Linked DNA regions of Xenopus laevis: region 2 is linked to region 1. Evidence: chromatin contacts called from public Hi-C data. All regions are on one chromosome and are shown on one strand. The core of a region is the stretch at or near the end of the contact, and the rest is flanking DNA. Distances in the headings are between cores, read along the strand shown.

Region 1 (5,608 bases), core at 1,702-4,201:
ATCTTAATGTTGTCGGCTATGCAATTTTCGGGAGGGAGTATTTATTGAAATTCGAATTTGTGAATTTTAGGTGGGTTTTTTTTCAATTTGAATAAACTTGGTCAAGCTCGAATGTTTGCTTATTAATTAAAAGAATTCATAGAGTAAATCCGTGAGAAACTGAAAAGGCATCAAATTCATATTCTACTCCATTTTCAATGGGACTACAAGTTCTCAAAAATATAAGAAAAGTTATAAAACTCAAACTGGCAGTTTCTGTTGACTTCTACATGAACTCTTTAGCTTTTACATTTGAGGGTTTTTTTTATTTTTTTACTCTTAAAGGTGTGTTTCACCTTCAGGTTACTTTACGTATGTTATAGAATGGAACATTCTAAGCAACTTATTAATTATAGGTTTTCTTTTTAATAGTTTTTGAGTTATTTTTATGAATCTTTCCAGCTTTCAAATGGGGGTCACTGACCCCATCCAAAAGACAAATAGCCTGTAAGGCTACAACTGTATTGTTATTGCTACTTTTTATTACTCATCTTTCTATTCAGGCCCTCTGCAATTCATATTCCAGTTTCTTCTTCAAATCAATGCGTGGTTGCATCTGAATAAAAAGCTAAATTAACATTTGAGTTTTTGAAACCATTATTCGAATGCAATAGTTTTAGTGCAAAAGCAAATCAAAATATGGCAAAAATTCAAACCTTTCTTACCGCTTTTCATTGCACTTCTGCAGTGCCTCAGTACCACATGACAAGAAGCTAAATGAGGTGTTGTAGTAAAGAACTGTGACCAGATAGTAATAGGACAAACCTTGCATAAACCTAGCCACCCCCCAAAAAAAGGTTTGCTTATTGCCTGTACTGTAAGATACCATAAACCTGCCCCTTCCTTGTATTCCCCTGTTCTGAGCTCAATATGGCGCAAAAAGTTCAGTGGGTCCCTTAAGGTATCACCTGTCATTTTGTTTGTCAGTCTTTTCAAATACAAGTATTTATTATTTAGTTGTATCCAAATATGTTTTTAGGTGGATTTGAGTTAAAAAGTATGCTACCACCCATCACAATGTTAATGAATTCATAATTACTTAAAATATAATTTACATTTTTCATGTTCCTTGAGTCTTCATGATAAACTATTATCAAGAATGCTTGGGTCCTGGGGTTTTCTAGATAACTAATTTTTCTGTAATTTGGATCTTCATACCTTCGTATTTAAATCTAAACATTAAATAAACCCAATAGGCTGGTTCTGCTTCCAATAAGGATTATATTATATCTTAGTTTGGATCAAGTGCAAGGTACTGTTTTATTATTACAGAGAAAAAGGAAATCATTTTTAAACATCTGGATTATTTGGATAAAATGGAGTCTACGAGATGGCCCTTCCGTAATTTGGAGCTGTCGATGATTTCTTATTTCAGCATATGCTCAGGGAAATTTTATTCATCTTATTTTTTTTGCCAAGATTGACATATCTTGTTTTTTTAGACCCGATACAGCAAAGGTTTAACATTGTTGAATTTCGTACAGCTGGAGCATCCCTAGAAGGGCCCCATTTTCCTGTGTTCGCTCTCTGTGTGCCTGTAAATGTTTCTCTCTCCTCCCCCTTTCTCTTCTTTCCATGCTGGCCTGCATGTCAGCTTCAGAGTTAATCATTCACCAGCGTGACAACTTATCTATTTTTATTGGTTGCCAAGGACTGTTTAGGAGAGGAGGCTGCAATGGGAAAAAAAGCCATGTGAAAGACAGAGACTCTGGGTGAAAACAACCCCCTGCATACAGATATCATTGGTAATAACACAATCATAATAACAGTAATAGACTCTGACAAGCCATTTACTGATAATCTTTATTCTCTAAACACAATTGCCGCTATTCATTGTTATACCCCACTGTTTTTATGGCAAGCACAAAATGGTGGGCTAAGATGAATATTTATATCTCTGTATGTTTTTGGGTTGCTGCTTTCATCCCTAGGAAAGAAATGGAGGCGTGCAGAGGAGTCTAGTCCCTTTTATAATCATAGAAAGTAACAAGAAAGATTTTCTTCAAAATGATTTAAGTGCTTTGCGGAGTGTTCTTTCACCTTTTTTTCCTTCATTTTTTATTCTTTATTCCTCCCCCCAGCCTCATGTCACTTTTATTTTTTTCCTTCCCCCGCAAGTCAACTGTCAGGGGAACAAAAAATCTCTCAGCCTGACTGAGAGTTGGGGGTGGAGGGGGGAAAAAATCAGCCCAGTTTCCTCAGAAACCGCAGCTGCTGCCTGAGCAGAAAACACGTCAAGCCGGCCCTCCAACATGCACAGATGTGCCTTTGTAAAATTCATAAAAATGCTCAGAATGAGACAGTGCTGAGGGCATAAACCCTCTGCTCAGATGAAGAGGTCAATGCAAATGGCAGCCTGGAGCTCAGTTCCACCATGCTCTTCACCATATACAGTAGCTCTCCTGCATGATTCCCCCCATCTCCCATATTGTGTGCTGTGGAAAACTGCATCAGTTTTGACACTACCTTAAACCAACACAGACAATAACTTTCTATACATGTGTGTCTTCTTGCCACATCATGTAAATGTTTGAATGTCACTGAATATCATAGTCATTTCACACCGTCTTGCCTTTATTACTGTGCCACCAGCATTTTAGGTTATAGTGTTGTGCAGCTTCGTTTTTCTTCATTGGTTGCTCACAGATGCTGTGCACAAGAAAATTATATTATGGGATTTGTGTTTCTTTTTAGATGTTACTCCCTCTCTTCTCCATGCCCATAACTGCATGAGTTGTAACTTGCTTTATATAATTAAAAATGAGGAGATGAGAGCGAAGGGAAAGGGGTGGAAATCTGAAAGAGGATGAGAGAGAAGTAGAAGGAGGGGGGTGTTGTTAAGGAGGTGCAGCAGGGAGAGAGGAAGCTAAGAAGGCAGGAACATGTACTGCTGAAGCAGACAAAACTAGGTCTGGCAGCTCTGGCTGTGTGGGGGATGGTGGGAAGGAGGCTGCCTGTTACTGGTTGGTTTCTAGGCTCCAGAGTAGCTGTGGGAGCATGATGCCACTTCCACAGCACACACCTTGTCCCATTTGTTTCATACCTAACTGCACAGGACTTTTGTATTTTGCTTTTCATGTAGCTCCCTCGTGCATCTGACACATTGTTTTGGTATTTTATGTCTAGTTTTTTTTAAAATGAAAAACTACCATAAGGAAATCAAGACAGTAAGTAACACAGTTCTAATCTGCTGGGTTGTTGCGTTTGTTTTCCAAACTTGCAAGTATCCCATCTCGGGCAGAAACAGGCTCTTCATTAAAGGGCAACTCCACCAAATAATGGCAATAAAATATGGTTTTGCATGATGACAGATAAAATAATAATTATAGCATAAGCCAGCCCTCCTCTAGCCCAAGACTCCAGCTCCCACAATGACTTGAGTGGTTTGGTTGACAGATTTGTGAATATAGGTAGACAGATAATTCTTTCAATAACATTTTCAAACACTTTTGTAACCAATTACTTTTTTCAATGTATATTCCAAATTTGCTTAGAATTACATTTTCTTTTATAATGCAAAATGTATTTTATTTTTTAGGTAAATTTTACCTTTATAATGAACTCATGTCTAAACTTGAAAAAAAAAAAGTATTTGTTGTTGTAGTACGGTATACCAGAAGCACATAGATGAATTAGGTTAGCAAAAGAGTTAAGCTTTCCATGTTTTCCCTTTCTGCATGTGCCATTGTGATAGAACATTAGGTGGCAGTGTATTCCAAGCATGGTTTTGTTCCTACTGTACAGGCACTGCAGAGCTCTATGCACTAGGCAAAAGGAAGTATAAACCTGTGTGTTTATTCCTGGGACAAGTGTAAGCTAGGAGTATATAATGTAACAGGGGCTGGAAATTGTGTTGTTGTAATGGATCCAATTTATTTCTGTTTATAGTTGGATTTTAAAGTCTGACAGTATCACAATAGTGTGGTTATTTTATAATCTTTAACTTTTAAAAAGTAAAAAGTCGCTCTTTTGAAATAACAGCATGAATAGCATTCATTATATAAATTAAAAATATATAGGCACCCTTACAATAAACAATGACATGGTGGTGTGTTTATCACTCTCAGTTGTTTATAAGGCTTGTGGCACAAAAGCATTTTGACTGCCACTTGGCTCCAACGGAAAACAGTAATAGCGCAAACTGCCCCTGTTACCCTTGATAATGCTGTTTAATAAGAAACACAGTATGTGAAGTACATGTGTTACAACAGGGAACCACTGTAACCGAGGATAGCCACTCCATGGTGAGTGGATAAGGTGGAAGCCCAGGGGTGTAGCCATAGGTGATTGGAGGCAAAGACATAATGAAAGTAAATAGTAGATTTAATGTCAGCCAGAACACCGAAAACAAAAAGGCAGGAACAGGCAAAAAGGCTAATCAGGGTAGCCACAAGGTGAGGAAAAAATGGGGAACACATGAACAAAAGGTACTCACTCAGGAACAAGTACAAGGTATACAAAGACAAGGTTTCCAGGTAACAGGATTCAGGTAACAGGATTCAGGTAACAGGATTCAGGTAACAGGATTCAGGAGCAAGATTCAGGAGCAAGATTCAGGTGCAAGATTCAGAAACAAGATTCAGGAACAAGATTCAGGTAACAGGTCAGGAACAAACAAATTACATTCAATGACTCAGCCCTGAGCAAAGCTCAAAGGCGGGGTTTATAAAGGGAAGGTGATAAGGAATGGGAGACACATGAGGGTAAATGAGGTGGGTGGAAAACATACTGTGAACAGGCAGATCAGCCCCAAGAGCCCCCAGTGGCTGATGAGGCAAATGCAGCCAGTGTCCACTGTCCAGAACCTCAAAATCAAGGGTTTGAGTCCCAGGCTGATCCTGACAACATGGAGTGGTAACAGTTGGACTTCTTCTCAACTTAATGTCACTTCTATATGTGCTTTTATACACATAGATGCAGATTCACTAAAGGGTGAAGTAGCCGACGCTAGTGACAATTTAACAGAAATCCCATCCTCAGGGACATCTCCAAATCTCGCTAACAGGCGTAGAGGACAATTCGCTAGCAAATGAGACCGTCGCTAGGATTCGTTTGCACCCAATCGCCAGGCAACTTTTTGCTCTGGCAAACGGTCGTTACTCCACAAATTCACTACAATGCAAATTTTACCAAAGTTTACTTCGCCACCTCAAACCAGGTAAACTGCTAAAATGTCAGTGCCTTCACAAGTCCAAACTATTTTTAGATTTATGTGTAGTCAATTTTTTAAAACTAATTTGGGGGGCATGCCATATGGGCTCATATGTAGGGCATTAGAGCATCTCTTCTGTCTTTATTATGGCTCATTGGACAGGTGTTTGAAAAAGTGGCCACTTCAAGCATTTGCACCAACATTACTAATAAAGACAACCATACCACTTTTAGGTACCCATCCTATTCAAAATAACCTAAGCATAAGAGTGCTAGCAAAGTTTTGCTAGGCAGAAATGAACGCTAGCGCAAATTCACTATTAAATGCTTGCCCAGCGAAAGTAACGCTAGCAAAAATGTGCCCGTGTTCGGCTGCTGAGACGCAACTTCACTATTTAGTGATTTAGAATAGTGGTAA
Region 2 (5,608 bases), core at 1,468-3,967, 85 kb after region 1:
CAATTTGAATCTTCATACCTTGTATCTTCATACCTTAAGTCTACTAGAAAAATATATAAACATTAAATAAACACAATAGGCCTCCAATAAGGATTCATTTTTATCTTAGTTGGGATCAAGTACAAGCTAATGATTTATTATTACATAGAAAAGGGAAATAATTTTTAAAGATTTGTATAAAATGGAATCTATGGGGGATTCCGTAATTCGGAGCTTTCTGGATAATGGGTTTCCGGCTAAAGGATCCCTTACCTGTACAATTGTTTCATACCTTGCTGTTTTTATCAGCCATTTATTATACAGACTTGAATTACAATTATTATGTAAGGCTGTGGTTGGCTAAAATATCTTCAACCGATTGGAAACTCATACAGGTATTGGATCCGTTATTCAGAAAGATTTGAATTATGGCAAGGCCATCTCCCATAGTGTCCATTTTAATCAAATGATTTAGATTTTTAAATATGATTTCCCTTTTCCTCTATGATAATTTCCCTTTTCCTCTAAGATAAGCTATAATTAATCATAACTGAATGCAAAGCAATCCTGTTGGGTTTAATTTTTGTTTAAATGATTTCTTACTAGATTAAAGGTATGGTGAGCTAAATTACAGAAAGATCCCTTATCCAGAAAACCACAGATTCTGAGCATTATTAATAGCAGGTCCCATACACGTACTACCCCAGCTCAGAACAAAGGAAAAACATAGCTACTAAAACTGTGTTAGGGACCAGCATGGTAACCCTGCGACTTTCAGCTCACTGCACTGCAGGACAGGAACCAATCAGCAGCTACGCAGACCTGATAGGGAACTGAAGCCTGTCTTTGCTTGCGTGACTGCAGGGCTGTGATTGGCTGTCCCCCTCCAACTGTGCTTCTGGCAGGAACCATTAGGACATGCCCACCCCTCATTTGAAACAGGAACAGGTACCAGTGAACATCTATAGGGAGCTCCAATAAAGGGGCTATTTTTGAAGATAATATACATTTTTAGCACCATGTAAAAGCAACACCATATATTACTTATAATTGCCTACAAAATAAGGGTTTTTTCATTTATTCTTTATGTCTCCTTTAAAATGATAATATACTTACCATAAATCTGTTATTATTCCTATTAATATTAGTAACAGGTTAAACGGTTTAATTGTAATCTTAATTGTATATGAGTGTATTATCATGTATATCATTGTAGTCACCAGACATTAGAATGTACATAAGAATGGCTTAGTAGATGTAAATAAGATAAAGAATTGTTTTCCTACCCATTGAACAGCAAATAATTGTAAATGTACATGGCACAATTGTGTATAGCTTGTAATTTGGCAGGCAGAGCCTCTTCTGAACCTGCAGCGATGCTACCGATATTAACAAATTAGCACCGTGCTGCTTGCCAGCTTATTCACATGAGTCCTGCACATGCTCTCATTGCTGTAATTAAAACTAATTATTTTTAAAAACAAAGAAATAAATGGATATGTTCTGTATTACTTTATAGGAGGCAATCTGTGTAGTAATGTTCAATTATTTTCCTATTTGGCTTCCTTGGATGCGTTTTTTTCCCCATGATCTGTAAAAAGCTCAAAAGCTTCTGCTCTGTAGGTATAACAATTATCTGTTCATATTGGATAGTCTATATATTTTTTATGCAATTATAATTTGCGAGGCACCAAATTTACTATTTTGTTATTCGGCCAAACCCCCTAATCCTTTGTGAAAGATGACAAGGCTGCAAGTACAGGGTTATTTTTATGCACCTAAAGGCTCTCAATTGAATCACACAAAATTGAAGAGTGTATGTCCATGTCCTTCCGAATTTGACCACTGAAACATTATCATCATTATTTTTTAATTATTTTTATTAGGTCATCTTGGTCTTGTAGAAATGATAAATACCGGAGAATCAAAGATGGTATCATCCCTCAAACTAGATGGTAAAGAACATTCTCCTGCTCCACCTGAAGCTAAGTCAAAGGTATTTCTAACTGCATGTGGTGTTATGGCCAAGCAGTGTCAGCCATATTGTCTTCCATTGTTTGATTCTAGCCAGCCTTCTTTTGTTTGTTTCCTGCATGCATTTTTCATTCATTTGTGTTGCGGGTCTATACATGTTTATACTTTATAAACCTAAACTTTACTAGCTTAAATGCATTTAACTTTAGATAATACAGTATAAATATTTGAGCTTGGGGATATCCAGTTTGGGGTTGGGAAAAGACCTTTGTGCCTGGTTTTCAATCTGCAGCCATTTTCCCCTTCTTGCCTTCAGTTCAAGCTTCTGTTGTTGGCCGTCTATACAGCACCTCCATCAAAGGCATACTTAGTATTTTGCTTTGCGTCTTATATGAGGCATAAGGCGAGTGGCTTTACTTGTTTTTGTTTCATTAGGGTGCAGTCCATGCTTAAGCATTTCATGTTTGCTTAAAATAAACATGGTGGCTTATTACCTTTTACCAAGCAAATGGCAGTCTTGCCAAAATGCACTAATATCTAACAATTAAATTAACAATTTTGATTTGATGCATTTTATATGCTTGTCTTTTTTCCTGTTTCTCCATACATGCAACTATACTGCACTGCCACTTGATTATATTACATTTCAGTAAAATTTGCCCTATTCTTGTCACATTTTGTTTTGTATTCTTCTACTGCAGGATAGCTACAGTTCACAGGGTAATTCTCAGCCCCCAACCCCAGGTCTCCTGACAGTCCCTTCCCCATTGTCCCCAAGCTCTGCTAGCATCTCCTCCTTTCATGGAGATGAAAGTGATAGCATTAGCAGCCCAGGCTGGTCAAAGACTCCATCAAGCCCTGTAAGTGGCCATGTTATGTTTATTCAATATTTACTTCAAATAGATTTTAATTATTGTTTGCATGTTGTCGGCTTTACAGTAGTTATCTGTTCTGTTATTGTTTTATGTTGTTTTTCTTTAATTTCAATTTACATTACTTGTTGCACTCTGACCTGTAGTTTAGATTAGACCTGCAGATTACTATGTTGCATATGTTTTATTGATCTACATAAACTGATATCTAGGTCACAATGAGCCCAATAGAAAACCTGATGTCAAGACACTACTATCAATCTTTAAAATTATTTATGTTGACCAGATAACAACTTTTGGTAGATTTCAAACAGTCCAGTTATAAATCCTTCCTCAAAGTGATACTGACACTAAAAATGTTCTTTTCAAAGTATTATTCTACATTAAAAGTTACATATAGGTTTAACCTGACTGCCCCAGTTAGAGTTTCTAATGCAAACTGACTACTGCTGCACAAATATGGCCGCCCCCTCATAGAGGAACATGGGGGTAAGAAAGGTAATGTAAAAGCATCAGGCAAATAGTTTTATGGCAAAATTATAAATAGCATTCAAAGATAATGTTATAATAGATATTAAAAAGGTTATTTTCTGGTGTCAGTATGTCTATAAACGTATATGCCCCTTTACTTCATCTCATCCAAAACAGGTTATGAAAGGCATATATTTTTGGAGTGCTTTTAACACAGTGATTGCCAACATTTAGGGGCAGATTTATTAAGGTTCGAATGGTAAATTGGAATTTGAATTTTCAAAAATTTCAAATCCAAATTTAAAAGCACCAACTCAAATGTAAATTTGAATGTGAGATTTATCACACATCGACCATGTAAACGGTTAGAATATTGGCGACCTAAAACTTGAATCGCGTTTCATTTGAATTAGATTCGAGTTTTCGGGGTCAGTAACATTAGTTTGAATTATAGACATTCAAGTTTTGAGTACATTCGAATTCACATAAATTTGAAATTGACCTTTGATAAATCTGCTCCTAAATATTTCAACTCCTCTGGCATTAAGCAGCAACCCAATTTACTTACTTTTTCGTCACTGCAGATACAGGACAGACAAGCAGGCACTCCTTTCAGAGCTGTTTTCCTCCTTGCTGCTAGGTTCTTGGCCTTTTCTCTTTCACAGGTGTAAACTGCAATGCGATTGGAGACATTTACACAGGGTCACAATAGAAGCCAGCTCATTAATTTAAAAGATAATTATGTTAGGACCATGTAACACAGAGAAGAATGGCACATAACAACTTGATTGACCCTGCTGCATGGATATAATGTGGAGATTATAAAACTATTTCAGTGGCATTAATAATTTCAGAGGAATGAATTAAAGGACAAAGAAAGGCAATGTTTTACCCCCATACATTATGACCATCAGCCCTCAACCCCTAACCTGAGTCAGCAGATATATTTTGCCTGCTCTGGTTTCTGGCACTGGTATATTCTTATAATTTGTGATTGGTCCAGAGTTGCAATGGGCCACTATCTTTCCTATGCTGTTATGATGGAGCCTGCTGTTTTGGACAGCTCACATGATTGTTAGGGTGCTGCACTTATACTCGTAAGTGAAATTAAGCAAAAACAGAACATAACACACCTTTGAGATGTGCTCAGCCATTGCTTCCAGCAAACCAATTCAGATGTCGGATCTATTTCACTATATTGCTCTGACCGTTTAAAAAGTAACCTTTATTATCAATTTTGTTAATGAAAAATTATCCATGTGCTTTACCATTTGACACAATGACTGCATTGTCACTTCCACAACAGTGCTGGCCATAGTCCTAAAAACACACATATTTAAAAACCACATAACTTGGATGGTGGTTATGCACCTTTTTTATTAGATTAAGAAACTACATATGTACATGCTAATGATAGCTATGTGTAAGTCCTATTAGTTCACTTGCCCCCACCCTTCCGTTTGTTCCCCAGAGAAATTCCTGGCTATCTACGTTGGTAACAAGTGGGAGCTAGCCACACAACCTTCCACCTTTGCCACACTTGTGCTGCACATGCCTGTAGCAATGCACCACCCTCTCCTACTTACTCTCAGTATCCTCTCTGACCTCACCTACTAGCTGGGAGTATCCGCTCACACTATCCACTTCTTACATGATAAGAAGAGAAATCTACCTTTCTCTGGGCTCTTGTTCTACCTTAGCCATGTTTGGCAATCTGAAATGCATTTTCTAATGTCTTTCTTTTACAGTTCTAATAAATAATTTGGTGCGATTGTAATCATTTTACAAAAGAGAGCAATACTGCTGCATTATCTTTTTTAGAAAACATATGTCCATCTTTCTCCACAGAAGTTCATTCTGCTTTAGGCTGAGGGCACAAGGAGCATTGGCTACACTGCTCTCCAGCCTGAATTTTTTTTAGGCTGAGAGAAGCAGATCTGCTCCCTTATACACCTCAGTAAAACTGCATTGACAAGTACAAATTCTGCCTCGACTCCGCTGCACAAAGTGAAGCTGAACAGGGATTGGCCCAAAAATGACTGCTTTCACATTTTCAGACTGATCCCCACTCAGCTTCAATTCATGATGTGAGACTTTCTCAGCATTCGTTTTTCTAATATTCTATGTTCCAACAAGGAAAAACAAAATCTACATTTGTCAAACCCTCTAAAACTTGGAGCAGCTCACAGAAGGGCAGCTTTTTAATGACAATATTCCAGATCCTTAATAGCTGAACCTATATATCATTTAAGCACCTGTTTATTTTAAGAAACCATGATATGCTAATCAGTTGCTCAATGACATAATTACCT

What was found. A called contact is a pair of places that touch in the nucleus more often than the background predicts.
Region 2: a contact with region 1 is called in a Hi-C map of the XTC cell line, with 2.3 times the contacts expected there. The contact joins two enhancer-like sites. A contact is called at or near these places in 2 of 4 Hi-C or Micro-C datasets (the XTC cell line and animal cap).

The regions. Positions count from the first base shown.
Region 1 is chr5S:43,516,465-43,522,072 of Xenopus_laevis_v10.1, forward strand. The region is part of intron 4 of arid1b.S (AT-rich interactive domain-containing protein 1B); the gene reads left to right. Among protein-coding and RNA genes, the nearest start is that of arid1b.S, 120 kb to the left of the region's middle. Within about 2 kb of position 2,952, at least 2 of the 7 cell types and tissues checked have an H3K27ac peak or open chromatin away from gene starts, as enhancers often do.
Region 2 is chr5S:43,601,329-43,606,936 of Xenopus_laevis_v10.1, forward strand. arid1b.S (AT-rich interactive domain-containing protein 1B) reads left to right here. Exons shown (of 22, transcript XM_041564452.1): 11 at 1,866-1,975; 12 at 2,655-2,813. Among protein-coding and RNA genes, the nearest start is that of tmem242.S, 79 kb to the right of the region's middle. Within about 2 kb of position 2,718, at least 1 of the 7 cell types and tissues checked has an H3K27ac peak or open chromatin away from gene starts, as enhancers often do.